Regions from separate parts of the Sus scrofa genome. Here regions 1, 2, 3 and 4 are each linked to region 5. The links are chromatin contacts, called in public Hi-C and targeted proximity ligation maps. All regions are on one chromosome and are shown on one strand. The core of a region is the stretch at or near the end of the contact, and the rest is flanking DNA. Distances in the headings are between cores, read along the strand shown.

Evidence for each region. A called contact is a pair of places that touch in the nucleus more often than the background predicts.
Region 1: a contact with region 5 is called in a targeted proximity ligation map of skeletal muscle. A contact is called at or near these places in 2 of 47 Hi-C or Micro-C datasets (embryonic fibroblasts and liver) and 1 of 2 datasets of targeted methods (skeletal muscle).
Region 2: a contact with region 5 is called in a targeted proximity ligation map of skeletal muscle, with 6 times the contacts expected there. A contact is called at or near these places in 5 of 47 Hi-C or Micro-C datasets (embryonic fibroblasts, epiblast stem cells, liver and 1 more) and 2 of 2 datasets of targeted methods (alveolar macrophages and skeletal muscle).
Region 3: a targeted proximity ligation map of skeletal muscle shows a contact between it and region 5. A contact is called at or near these places in 1 of 47 Hi-C or Micro-C datasets (skeletal muscle) and 1 of 2 datasets of targeted methods (skeletal muscle).
Region 4: a Hi-C map of omental adipose tissue shows a contact between it and region 5, with 3 times the contacts expected there. A contact is called at or near these places in 1 of 5 promoter capture datasets (liver), 21 of 47 Hi-C or Micro-C datasets (alveolar macrophages, brain, embryonic fibroblasts and 13 more) and 1 of 2 datasets of targeted methods (skeletal muscle).

Annotation. Positions count from the first base shown.
Region 1 is chr5:77,225,468-77,228,270 of Sscrofa11.1, reverse strand. The region is part of intron 1 of LOC106510390 (a long non-coding RNA gene); the gene reads right to left. The region is part of intron 1 of LOC102160630 (a long non-coding RNA gene); the gene reads left to right. Among named protein-coding and RNA genes, the nearest start is that of SLC38A2, 100 kb to the right of the region's middle.
Region 2 is chr5:77,193,498-77,196,197 of Sscrofa11.1, reverse strand. The region is part of intron 1 of LOC106510390 (a long non-coding RNA gene); the gene reads right to left. The region is part of intron 1 of LOC102160630 (a long non-coding RNA gene); the gene reads left to right. Among named protein-coding and RNA genes, the nearest start is that of SLC38A2, 69 kb to the right of the region's middle.
Region 3 is chr5:77,520,643-77,523,342 of Sscrofa11.1, reverse strand. The region is part of intron 1 of LOC110260771 (a long non-coding RNA gene); the gene reads left to right. Among named protein-coding and RNA genes, the nearest start is that of SLC38A4, 32 kb to the right of the region's middle.
Region 4 is chr5:77,540,557-77,543,353 of Sscrofa11.1, reverse strand. No RefSeq gene overlaps it. Among named protein-coding and RNA genes, the nearest start is that of SLC38A4, 52 kb to the right of the region's middle.
Region 5 is chr5:77,367,565-77,370,288 of Sscrofa11.1, reverse strand. The region is part of intron 6 of LOC106510390 (a long non-coding RNA gene); the gene reads right to left. Among named protein-coding and RNA genes, the nearest start is that of SLC38A4, 120 kb to the left of the region's middle.

The sequences.
Region 1 (2,803 bases), core at 286-2,785, 140 kb after region 5:
AGGGCCAAGGATGGAACCCACATCCTCATGGATGCTAGTTGGGTTCCTTACTGTTGAGCCATAATGGGAACTCCCCAAATCTGACTGTTTTAAAGTGTCTGTCAGACATCCATAGGGAACACTCTTGCTGGCCGTATAGAAAAAGTACTTAACAGGACAGACTTTGAAATTAAACCCACTTAAGTTGAGTGACCTTGGGTAAGATATTGAAGCTTTTGAGCCTCTAGTTTCTTTATCTGAAAAATGAAGAAAGCAATTACATGATGGGACTGTTGTGAATATTAAAGAAGAATGGAAAGTACTTATAGTACCTGAAACAGAACTAAAAAAAAGTGCCTATCCTTGAACCCCTGCAGTGATCTCTTCCTGGTTCATTCTTTATCTCCCTCAGTTCACCTCTGCATGGCAATCAGAGAGATCTTGTTATAATAAAAATGAGAGCCCCATCACACCTCTGCTTTTAGAGGTCTCAGCATTCCTATCCTCGAACATGACACTCTTACCCTAGCCTCAGGGCCTTTGCACTTGCTGTTCCCTCTTCCTGGAGTGCTCTTCTCCAGATTTCTCAAGGTTGGCCCTTTTACATCCGTTTGCTATTAGATTACGTGCTACCATCTTAGGAAAGCCTTGTTTTTTTTTCTTTTTTGGCTGTGCCTGTGGCATGCAGACATTCCTTGGCCAAGGACTGAACCCACACCACAGCAGTGACAATGCTGGATCCTTAACCTCTAGGCCACAAGGGAACTCCTCATGGAAGGCTTCTGATGATCATTTCTTCATCCACCTCAAGCACTCTACCTATTGTTATTCCGTTTTTATTTTGTCCATAGAAAATTAGCATTTGGAATGAAAAATTCATGTACATATTTACATTTTCTGTCTGTTCTCTCCCTTCAAATGGAATGTCAATTTCTTGACGCCTTGTATATCTTATTCCCCACTATAATGCCAATGCCTGGCACATAGTAGGATCTCCATAAATAATTGCTGAACGAATGAATGAATACACATGCAAGTATATGGATTCCCTAATTAAAAATAAGATTGGAAAGTCTAAATCAAAAACATAATCCAATGAGGTTCAGTTACTCTAACCTGGATGTTTCTCTGAGGTAAGCCAATTAACCTCCCTGGCCCCCACTGTCCTTCTCATTATAAAAGAGCCAACAATTGCCACTCTCTTGCCAAAGCCAAATGTAGTAAAGAATAAATAAGATGAAATCTGGCCTTTTACAAAGAGGAAGACACTATTTAACCCGCCATAAAGATAACAGGCACAGACCAAAGCAGCAGAATCAAAACCCCCAAAGTCACATCAAGTCACCGGACTACAAATCCCCAAAATGGCCCTGAAACAATAATCAGTCAGAATTTCCGCCAAGCTGCAGCGATAGCATAAACCCCAGGATCACAATTCAGTGTGGCGGTTCCTGAAATATCATGAAAAGCAAGGCCACTCCCCAAATGGATTACTGCTCACAAAGAAAATGCAGAGTGCCTTCTGCCACAGTGTGGTCAACACCTGGTCCCAGGGTCCTGGCTTCCTCTCTCTGTGGACACCACCTATCAGTGCCCCCCGGGTGCCCAGGAGCCCCCTGCCCGAGCATTCAGCCAGCACCCTCAGAAAATCAGCTTACTCTCAGAAAATCTTTTCAAGATATACCCAACCAAACTGAAGGAAATAGCTTAGTCTGGAGCTTCCTTTTAAGCCCAGCAAATGAAAGCTGGCTTTATAAGTAGGGTATAATGACTCAGCTCAGGACAACTCTGACCTAAGCACCATCCCTCTCCAGTTACGAGCCCATTGCCAGCTGTGAAGTCTTTCTTAGAACAAGAGAATCCAGAAAGCTCATCACATTTGGAGTAGGGATTAAGAAAATGGATTTTTCTCTTTTATTACTTAGATGGCCCCAGATTATTCCTGACTTTGTCACTTACCAGTGGTGTAATGTCAGGCAAGTTATTCTAAATCCTCAGGGGCTTCAGTTTTCAATTTATAAAATGAGGATAAGAATGCCTACCTTGGTGGAGCTCCCTGTTGGCCTAGTGGGTTAAGGACCCAGCAAGGCTGGGTCACTGCTGTGGTGTAGGTTTTTTTTTTTTTTTTTTTTTTTGTTGTTATTTTGTTGTTGTTGTTGCTATTTCTTGGCCGCTCCCGCATATGAGGTTCCAGCTAGGGTCGAATCGGAGCTGTAGCCACCGCCTACACCAAGCCACAGCAACGCGGATTTGAGCCGCATCTGCAACCTACACCACAGCTCACGCAACGCCGATCGTTACCACTGAGCAAGGCAGGACCCAACCCGCAACCTCATGGTTCTAGTTGGATCGTTACCACTGCGCCACGACGGGATCTGTGGTGTAGGTTGATCCTGGCCACCAGAAACTTTCACACGCTATGGGCATGGCCAAAAAAAAAAAAAAAAAAAAAGTCTACCTTAGTGGACGTGGTAAAGGAGATAAAGGTAGAGTAAAACGCTGAGCATGCTCAATGAATCCTAGCTATTATTACTAATCAATATTATTAATCAATAGGTGATAATTAATTGTTAATAAAATATCTGAGTTCAAGTTCTTTCCTTTTTATTCATCAGCACATATTTATGGAGTATCTACTTGATGCCCAGCATTGTGTGAGGTGCTGGAGATGCACCAACAAATCTGGGAGACTGACCCCTGTCCTCGTGCCATCCGCAGACTTGTAAATAGGCAATTACAGGGGGGCAAAGGAAGTGCTACCATGGGGAAGGCTCGGAGTGCACTGAGAACATGGGCCAGGGGGTCATGGAAATCTTCTTGGAGG
Region 2 (2,700 bases), core at 103-2,602, 170 kb after region 5:
CATGGCTCAGATTCTGCATTGCTGTGGCTGTGGTATAGGCCAGCAGCTGTGGCTCAGATTCGACCCCTAGCCTGGGAACTTCCATATGCTGCAGGTACAGCCCTAAAAAAAATTTTTTAAATAGGTTTCAGAGATTAAAAAGAGAGAGCAGAATTCCTGAATCCCAGGCATGGATGGATGATTCTGTCTCCCCTCTTTTACTGTGACACACGTGACCAAAAGGCTATGGCAGCCTTTTCCCCACGTCTCATAAGAGTTGGCATTGAAGAGGTCACACTGTCTGTCCCTAGCCACCTTAAGTTTTAAAGGAAGCACTCAGAGTTCCTGTCGTGGCGCAGGGGAAACAAATCTGACTAGGAACCATGAGGTTGCAGGTTCGATCCCTGGCTTCGCTCAGTGGGTTAAGGATCCAGCATTGCCATGAGCTGTGGTGTAGGTTGAAGACGCGGCTTGGATCTGACGTTGCTGTGGCTGTGGTGTAGGCTGGTGGCTACAGCTCTGATTAGACCCCTAGCCTAGGAACCTCCATATGCCGCAGGTGCGGCCCTGAAAAGACAAAAAATAAATAAACAAATAAATAAAGGGAGCATTCTGAGGCCCATAGAGTTGAAGGGACTTGCCTTAAACCACACAGCTAGTAAGAGAGGCCTCCTTCCCAGACACTGCACTGCTCCATTCATGCTCCATCCCAGAGCCACTGGAACAGACTCACTCATTCAGCAAAAATGTCCTGAGAACCTGCTAGCAGGGGAAGTCCCAGACAGAAGGCCAATTCTCATCTGCTAAAAAAAAAAAAAAAAAAAAAAAAAAAAAAAAAAAAAAAAATTCCTTTCTCCCCTCAAAGGGAAAAAAAAAAAGATCAAAGTCAAAATGAACAGGGTCATAGGTCAGGACAAGATTTAGAGAGGCCTGAAGTTTAGGCAGACCTGGATGCATAGCCTGACTCTACGCTTTGCTAATGTGTGACCTTGGGCTTCTGCATCCTACTCTGTAAAACTGTGAAAATTCCTCAGAAGTGGTTTGTGAGGATGAAAGGAGATGGCGCTTTTTTGTTTGTTTTTTGTTTTTTGGTATTTTTAAATAACATAGTGTCTGGACACAGTAAGAGGGTGACGAAGTGGTCCCAGGTAGCACTACCACTGACTGAGCCAGGCTGGGAAAGAAAGAATATTTTTGTTCCCTTTTCCTTCATTCTCCCCTCAGACAGCCTAAGGGTGCTCTACTCTTGCCCCTGCCGTCTGCACCACATCAAGGCGGAGAGTTCCTTGCGTGTTACAAACGGCTTGCAAGGCCTCACTTCCTGGGTTCTGCATGCAGGGCTTCCTAACTCTAACTCTCTCTCTCTCTCTCTTCCTCTCTCTCGCTCTCTGGCTTTTCACTAAACCACGGCTTTTAAACTCCTCCAAGTCTGTGACTCATCCACTAGTCCAAACTTGCACACATTCCTACAAGAAAGAACTCAGAACTCTGCCTATTAAATTTCCAGTTACTAATAAGACATCAGATTAGACATTCAGCTGAGAATGGCTGAAAAGCAAAACACAAGTGTATTGAGAGCTCCCCCCAATACACCCTTTATTCTTGGCCTCTGTGAGTCCTTTAATCCATAACAAACAACGCAAAGTGCTACATGAAAGGTGACAGGGGCGGGATCCCCAGTGCTCCTGGAAGAGTTGGGATAAGCGCTGGCAAACACAGAGTGAGGAGCATGGAAATGCCAAGGCAGTCAGGGCTATATAAAGACAGATGCGTCAGTGTTCAGAACAGGGAACATCTATAAGACCCAGGGGTTAGCAGAATGACGGTGGAGAGTGAAGCAAGACAGCACCTGTTTGGAAAGGCTTCAAGGAAAAGAGTTCTGAAGGGCAGTGGGGTGACAGGCGGACCTCAGAGGTGACAAGAGGGAGCAGAGCGCAGAGGGCAAGGCGATAACAGAAAGAAAAAGGGAGCAAAGAGCAAAAGTGAGGGTATTTGCAAACTTCACCAGAACACCTTGCTGCCCACGTGAGCAAAGAGAACCGGAGAGCTGAATACATCTGATTAGAAGCAGAGGTAATTGTTGCCCACTCTTCCCCTTACAGGCTTATCTGTATGAATCAAGTCATGAATTCGCTTCCTCCTTAGCATTGATCACAAATGGGAATGCCCCAGACCCAAAGGCAAATAAATAACTTCAAAACCCTAGGAGTGAATTATTAGCCTCGCCTGGATCACTGAAAAGGAGAAACATCTAGGGGTCATGGCCAAACTTTTTTTTCCACTACAGACCTATCTATAAATTTTAAAACATGAATTTCCATAAACGGTTTGGTTAACCTGTCTTATCACACATGACGGCAAGTTTTTAATGACTAGAAGGTTTACGTTTTTGCTGTGTGAACAACGATGTCTAATCCAGCAGCACCGTGTTGCTAGTGGAGACTTTTATAAATACTCGTTGACTCAGCTGCTCATGCTCTTGACTCAGGTCATATCCGTTTCGAGAAACCTTGATTTGATCAACCACGAAGGCCCAGGGGGCCACATGGGTGACAATTTATATAATAAAATAATATCCTCTTTAACGAGAGCATTCAAGGTGACAAGCACAATTCTAGCACCTTACTCATCATTTCCAATTCTTGATGATTAAGGAATCTCACCCTGTGATAAAGCCGATGTCCTTCCAGATGAGAAAACAGGGGCCTAGAGAAGAGAAGC
Region 3 (2,700 bases), core at 18-2,517, 150 kb before region 5:
GTTTTCGGCTCAGAGAGCTGTTATGAAAATTAACTATGTTATCATAACTGATGTACTTAGAACAGTCTAGCACATATTATGTACCACTGTCACTTTCTCATTGATTCTTTGCTCATATATTCTAAAGAGTTCCTTGAATTTATCTTCCATATCATCAGCTTTTCCAGGTGTCTAGTTATTTTGACCACTTATTAATTTTTTCATTCAGGCAAATGTACTTTTAATTTCAATAAATTCTCTCCAATTTTCTGATTGCTCTATTTTCATAGCAGATGGTTCTTTTTTTTTTTTTGGCAGCAAAATCATCTAAATTCTAATATTAATTTTTTTTTAAAGTGTAAGTCCTTGTTGGTTCACCAAGTTATGTCCTTTTCCCTAGGGTTAGTATTTCTTCTGTTTATCTTGGCCTTTCTCTTCCATGGTGTCAATTTTCCTTAAAGGCCTAGTAACCCCTGGTTTCCTTTGTATGTTTATGAATATTGATCAGTACACATACTGGGCTTGGTTTCCTTTGTAATTGTGTTCAATCTGGCTTTATAGCAGTCAAGAGTCCAAACAGAAAAGCAAAAACCACACTAGGCTTTTTAAACATGAATACAGATCAAATTGAATACAGAGACTCTTTGCATGATTGCTGAAAATTCTGGAGAAGCAAAAGATAAGATCAAGTCATTTGAAGATGAATAGCTATAGGGAACTGCGACCATCTCTGGGCTAAAGAGGAAAAACTTTACCCAAAGGCCAGGTCAGATGTGCTGCTAGGGCTCTTGCTACTGAAGCCCAGTTGCCTGAACAGGAACCTAGTAATTTGATCTAAATGGTTGGGATTGGGGTCTACAGACATAAATGCCTTCGAGGGTTTGGCATGCCCTATAGACGATGAAGCAGGTGGGCCAGTGGTCATGAAACAGCAAGGGTGGTACTATGGTTAGCTGGAGAATGCACATCTGGCTAGAAAGCATTTGCATGAAATTTTTACAAAATATTGTGCTAACATGAGTTTGCTATTTTTCTTGGAGTTGATATGAGCCACTTGTATCTTACTTTAACATTTCGTTATAATCATTTATCATCTCACGATTTGGGTTACGCTGTTCTAAACATCCAGTTGTTTTTTGTCCAGTGATTTTGAGGGTAGAGGAAAACGATTCTGTTCCTTTAAATACTTTGTAGTCTTTTTGTAGCTCTGACAAACAGGAGCTGAAGCATCATTATGAGTTGGATGCTCTCCAGATATGACTATCACTTTTCAGACCATAAAAGGAGCGATAGGATCCTTGGCAAATGGACCAGAACTGACTGAACCTCCGAGGGACTGACTCTATGCTGACTGGCACAGCAAGAAAAGGAAACAACGGAAAACAAAGTGGACCCATCATATGATTGCTTGAATTTCTTCCACATACTATTACATTGATGAGGGGAAAACGCATACAAAGACCAAGCAATTATCTTCGATACTAGAGGAAAGGAACCTAGAGGGTTTTGTGTCAAATGCATGCCAGGCACTGTACACGTGCCATTTTTCTTTTTCTCAAATCAACCACGTAAGTCAGACATGTTAGCCCATGTTATAGATGGCAACTTGAGACTTAGAGAATCGAAGTCCCTCGCCTAATCAAACAGCTAATTAACTGGCAGTTTTGCTATTCAAACGTAAATCTGTTTGACTTTAACACCTAGATTTTTCCCTCCAGAGCGTATTATCTCTTTATGAAGTCAGAAGTGAGACATTTCAGAGACCTTGGCGGCGTTCTCAACAAAGGGGCATATTTTGGGAGTTGTCAATTTCCCCCTAACAATATGTTGAAACACTTTTAAGTTTTAGACACTTGACTGGTTTAGTTGCGGGCAGAGCAGTAAATGGGTAGAGTTATTCCAACTTCACCTCCACTTAGACAGTTGTTGAGGCCAGTCAGGTGTTGAAGATCCCCTGGCAGTCTTTGCCCCATTCCACAAATAGAGCAGTGATGACTCGGGCATAGTGCTGGTATTAAACCCGTTTGCTCACACATGCACCCTGAGCTGTGGTCCCCAGTGACTTACCGCGTTTCTGAACGTGGACAGGCAGCCAGCTACTTCTAAAAATCCCAGCTAGGAATAGAAAGGAACTGAGAAACCAGATACTGCTCACCACTTCCAGCAACCTCACAGCAGCATAATGGAAAAACCAGAGCAGGCCTTCAGTAGTCAACTGAAATATTAAGTTCTGGGGTGTCAGCATTAGCCAACATGAAACGTCATTGTTCAAGGGGCAATCAACCCTATGACCCGCAGGACACGAGAGGCCTCTGGAAGCGGGGCAGTCCGTGAACACTGTATGGTTGTATCCTTTCGCACTGAAGGGCAGCATGCTGATATGTTTATGAGCATTTAATGGCACTGCCTAATACCACTGATTGGCTTAGTGTTAATCTTGGGTTTTATTCCTTCTGGGCTTTTATGATCCCTTACCTGGTTAGCTGCACCAGAACTGGCTGTGAAGGAGGCCAGTGAATGCTGCCTTCTGCATCCACGCATAAGGGACCAGAAGTCCATGGGGCCTAAGAAGGCCACAGCTCGGTATTTCTCTTGCCACCTCTTGTCTTGAAATCGTTGCGCCTAGAAAGCCCTTCATGCTTGCTCATATGAACTAAAAAGATCCTAAACGGCTTCCTAAAATCCTCTCTAACCCCATGGGCCTGGCCTCAAACTTTGGCC
Region 4 (2,797 bases), core at 239-2,738, 170 kb before region 5:
CTCCCATCAAGGACTGTCTGTGGCTGGGAAATCTCCAGTGTGGATCCGGGGGGGGGTCTCCTCCTTGCTTCTCCCAGTCTCCTACTCCTCACCCCTCACTAGCTGCTGTATGGGGTCCCTCCAGGGATGGAGCAAATGGAAGAAGGGAGAAGTTTTAGTGATGGTCTCTTCTAACTGTACTAGTGCCGTCACAGTCTGGGATGTGCCTCTGGTAGCAGATGCACAATTGAGGACTCGGGATATGACCCGCGCCCCTAACATCATCTTACGAGGCTCCTCACTTACACTTCTTTTGACTTGGATGAAGATGCCTCCTTGGTTGGCCACCATCAATTCCACCATCAATTCATCTTCCTGGCTCCCAGGCAGTCCACACCTATGTTGAATCCCCTTGGCCCTCCAGACCAACCTGTTTTTGGTTCAACATGTGTATCTCAGTCAGGAGACTCCTGGCCATAACCAGTGATGTACAGGAAAACAAATTAACAACCAGATTTTTTTTGGTGTGGATAGGAATCCCCAATTCGGAGCACTTCACAGTTTCTGAGTTTTAAATAGTCCCATCATGGCCACTTTCGAGCTAACAAGATGATGTCACTGGGTACAGAGTTGGGAAGAGATGTGCCCAATCAGCTCTAGTGAGCTGGCTCCAGTATCTACTGTTGCTTCAGTAAGTGACAAGTCAAACTGGCTTATGCTATAAAGGAATAGATTGGTTTATATTACAAGAAACCTGGAGGTGGGTGAGAGTTAGGGCTTTCTTATCTGTGAGTTTATGGAACTCGTAAAACAGCCAAGTTCTTTCTGGCTCCAGGAGCAATGTTGTCTTGATTTTTTTTTTTTTTTTTGTCATGCGCCAAATGTTACATTTTTTTTACCCTGAACTGGTATAATTTGAGGTAAATCTGTTGCCTTCTTTATTGCATTGTTTTAGTACTACTTAAACTTTTAAAAAATAATTTGTATTAACGTGTTGTTGATTTATAATATTCCTTCAATTTCTGCTGTATGCTAAAGTGACACAGTTTATATATATACATATATATTCTTATATATATATTCTTTTTTTTCATACTAATCTTCCATCATGTTTTAACCCAAGAGATTGGACATCGTTCCCTGTGCTGTACAGAAGGACCCCATCGTTTATCTATTCTAAATGTAATAGTTTGCATCTATCAACAAATGTTGTCTTGAGTTTGAGGCACTGTTCTTGACTTGAGTAGAGTTAGCTCATTTTGAATTTTTTCTTGGTCTGAGCTTTGGACCTTTAAAGTAACTTGGGATCAAAGACCTTATCAGTAGATTTTTCTTTAGAATTTAATTTCTCTCCTCTCCTCTTAGACTCAGAATCATTTTCAGGTGAAGAAAAAAGTTGTGCCAGACAATGTGTAAAGTCCTATCAGCTTTCAAAGAGTTATGAGCTGCTCCCACAACTTGTTTCCACATAACCTTGTTTCTATGTACACTTTTCCATGATGATCTCATCTCCTCACATGGTTTCAGTTATTGTCTCTGTGTGCAGTAGATAATTCACAAATATGTAAGTCTAGCTCTGAAATCTCTTCATGACTCTAGTACCTACGTTTCAAATTCCCAATCAACATTTTTTTCTATGGGGGTCCCAGGGACTTCAAATGCAACTCATCTAATCTGAATAAATCACTCTTCCCTTGTTCTTTCCAAGTACATAAACGAACAAGAGCTAAACTTTTCCAGAAAGGGTCAGTCACTGTTAAGGGCACCACTACTCTCCAAGGAAAAAAAAAATGACTCATCTTTTGATAATTAAGGATGATGCTCAGGTCAAAATCTGATTTAAGAAAATAAATGACTCATCGTTTAATGCACTGAGAGAGGGAAGGCATAGAGGATAAAGTGGTCTCTTATGATAAGGGTTGGAGGAGAAGGCGTAGAGAATAGGGGATGAACTTGGCTTTGAGTACCTTATTTATTTATTTATTTTTTGGCCACACCTGTGGCATATGGAAGTTCCTGTGCCAGGAATCGAACCTGTGCTACCACAGAGACAATACCAGATCCTTAATCCCACCGTGCCACAGAGGGAATTCCTGGTCATGCCAAATTTAAAGCGTGATTTTGACGTCCCAGAGAAGGTATCTGGAGACAATGATGCTCACTGGTCTGGTACTCAGGGGAGAGATCCCGGCTGGGGAGAAAGATGGACTTGACGGTACCGGTGTGGAAAAGCACACTCAGGTGGAGCAGGCAGAGTGAGGAAAGAAGAATAGTGAGGCTGATGCCCTGAGCATGATATTGAAGGAAAGACATGGAGAGAAAATATCTTCAAAAGTTGACTGAAAAAAGCAGGGAGGTCGGAAGAAAGCCAAGATAATGACATGTTCTTGAAGTCAAGGGAAGAGAAGTTTCAAGGAAAATTTCCGGTCTGGAGAGCCAACTCTTGTTGACACCTGACAGAGGGTTGAGGCCTGTGAAGTGTACTCTGGATTAGCAATAAAGAGCTTGTGGGAGATCTTCCAAATGCATTTGCAGGGGTGTGTGGGGTGCAGCCGCCAGGATGTGGTGAGCGGGAAGTGAAGACACAGATGACTATTCAGCAAATGGTGTTAGCAAAAAGGGATAACCTTTTGGGAGGAAGAATCAACACATGTTCGCTTAAATATCCATTATGTGGCCAGGGTGGAAAATAAAAACAAACAGGAAATAAATCCAAGAGCTCATCCTCCAGGAAGATGTAAGAGAAGGCTTCAACCGATATGCAGCCCAACATTCACTGGCATTTTCAGGGGCAGCAATGTGAAGAAAGTATTTTCAG
Region 5 (2,724 bases), core at 204-2,703:
CCAAACTTCCATGTTTTGGTTTCTTTGGCCTCACTGTGTGTCAGGAACAGGAACCTACATTCAGTAACAATAGTATAAGCCCAGCAAGTCTTCACTTCTATAGCGATTAAACAAAGCAATAGGTAAGCATAAAATCCAAGCAAAAAGAGTACAAGTTTAGAAGATAGATTGAATGAGAGCTGTACATCTGCTGGGGTTTTTTTTCATTTCAAGTTAGCCAAGAGGAATTGCTCCCCTCAAGTCTACCAAAGGCTAAATATAAGTACTGGTTATGAGAAGCAACTAAATATCAGTATATTCTAAGTCCCACTTTACTTTGTTTCTAACTTATTTGTGCATCTGTGTTATCCCTCCTAATAGCTCCCAAAGGCAGGGATAGTCATCTTTCTCTTGCATCTTCTATTGCATCCAGCAAGTGCTGAAAATATAAGCAGTCAATAAATATCCACTAAGGAAACACTTCAGCACTGCAATGTCTCAATTCAAACAGGTATAATGCAAGCAGCTTTGGCCAAAGATGTTAAGAGGAACCTGAAGAGCTCTTAATTCTAATTCACCTTCATTGATCCTAAGCACCAGAATTACATCCCTATAATGCCTAGCTAAACTGGTCTTCCCAGTTTATAGTATGGCTGGCTTGAAAGTGTAGTTTTAATTCATATTTTATAGACTTTTGGTCTCAGCTACTCACGTAGGACTTCAGTCTCACAAAAATCCCTATCACCACACAAGTATTTTTTAGCATCTCCAGTAGGTGGCTCACCTATGCTTGGTAACAAATCCAGTCCTGCTGCCCTTCTCCCAGGGCATCTCAAAGCCAAGACCATGCTCAGTGGGTGTTGTCCTCTCTTCCCAGAGAGGGGATACTTATGTTTCAAGAGTGTTCTCTTGGAAAAGAGGCAGATCATCTCTGTCTCCTTTAGGGTCATGAGCTATTAAAGACCTATGCAGGCCAAGCTGCCTGTGTGCTGTCTTTGATTTTAGAAAAATCGCCCTTTCAACCTTTACTCTGTCTCCTTCTCACAATAGTATCTGGGTATCCATCCTCTGGAGGTTGGGCTTAAAGACAAATCCCAAAAAGGCACTCAGTGATGTCATGGAAATTTCCCCTCCCTATGCATGCAATAGGGACCCTGAAAAAAAAGCCTCTTTCGAACTTTTTAACAAAAACTTTCTTTGGTGTCACCAAACAAGCCACCTAAATTAGTTAAACTGATAGCCCTTCAGTATACAGCTGGATGGGGCAACTTGATCTCAAATTAGCAGTTTCAATTTGGGTGTTTTGTTCGAACTAGAAGAATGACGGCCTTTTGCTTCTGGCAGGTTTCTTGGGTCAGGAGGGCTTAGAGTCTGAATGCCTGGTTACTCGAGCTGGCCCCCAGTTAGAGAAATGGAAGGTCATTTTTCTGGACAACAGGCAGCATTCGGACTGGGCTGCCCTTGCTGCACTTTGCTGAGTCACTTCAGAGGCAGCAGCATCCAATTGCTTAGATTTTGCTTATACCTTCTAAGTCTGTGCTTTCTGGGTAAAAGCCCACACTCATTTGGACCTGCCCCTAGTTTTTTATTCTTATAAAAAATTAGTCCTTATTCAGAGTAAAACACCCTTTGTTACTGTATCTTCTTTGCCTGACCTCTCCCAGGAGGCTCTTCAGCCCCATGGAAACTTTGATAAGCTTAGCAGGCATGTCCCAGCATGAGTAGAGTTCAGGAGTGGGCAGAGTTTATACAAAGCTATGATTCTCTCCTCGATGAGTTAAAATACCATAAAAGGGAATGCTTTGTTTATTTCGAATTGATTTCCTACCAACTATTAAATCTCAAAAGCACCCTTCTAAGATATCATTTTGTGTTAGAAATACATTAAAAATCAAAGATAGTACAAGCATCAGAGAAGAAGGTGTTATAAAATTGTTATAAAGTTTCCTCTGATAATGTAAGGATTATTCTATGATAATATAGGTTTCTGCCTCATTTTTGGCAATGCTTATTTTTCAGTAAAGTAATATCTGCTGTGGGCAATATTTCATGATAGAGACAATGGATGAAACAGTTATTTATATGGTTTTGAAATTGCTTACACAGATGTTTATATTGTAAGTTATATATGGTTTTTGAATGGAAGCATGTAGTGACTTAGGTAAATGTGGATCCTGTGTTGAAATAATGAAAGACTTGAGAAGGATAATTGAAGCCATGTTCACAGAGTTGTATATATGAAGCCACATACATCGTCCTTATTTTTAATATTGTTTAGTGTTCTAGAATGATAGCAGATCATTTTGTGTTGTAGTGGGTTAGGATATTATAGCAAATTATACAAATACATCTATCAACACCAGTAAGTTAAGAAATTAAGTGAGAATTAGGTACGGTAAGTATTCAAGAGAGGGCTGTTATGAAATTTCTCCTTAAGAGATTAGTTTGGTTGATTTTTTTTTTTTTTTTTTTGCTTTTTCAGGGCTGTACCTGGGGCATATGGAAATTTCCAGGCTAGGGGTCAAATCAGATCTGTATCTGCCTGCCACAGCCACAGCAACTCTGGATCCAAGCTGCATCTGCAACCCACACCACAGCTCACAGAAACTCTGGATCCTTAACCCACTGAGCGAGGCCAGGGGTTGAACCTGCATCCTCATGGATACTAGTCACGTTCGTAACCCACTGAGCCACAACAGGAACTCCTACAATTTTTTATTTTAACTTGTTTTTAAGTTGGATTTT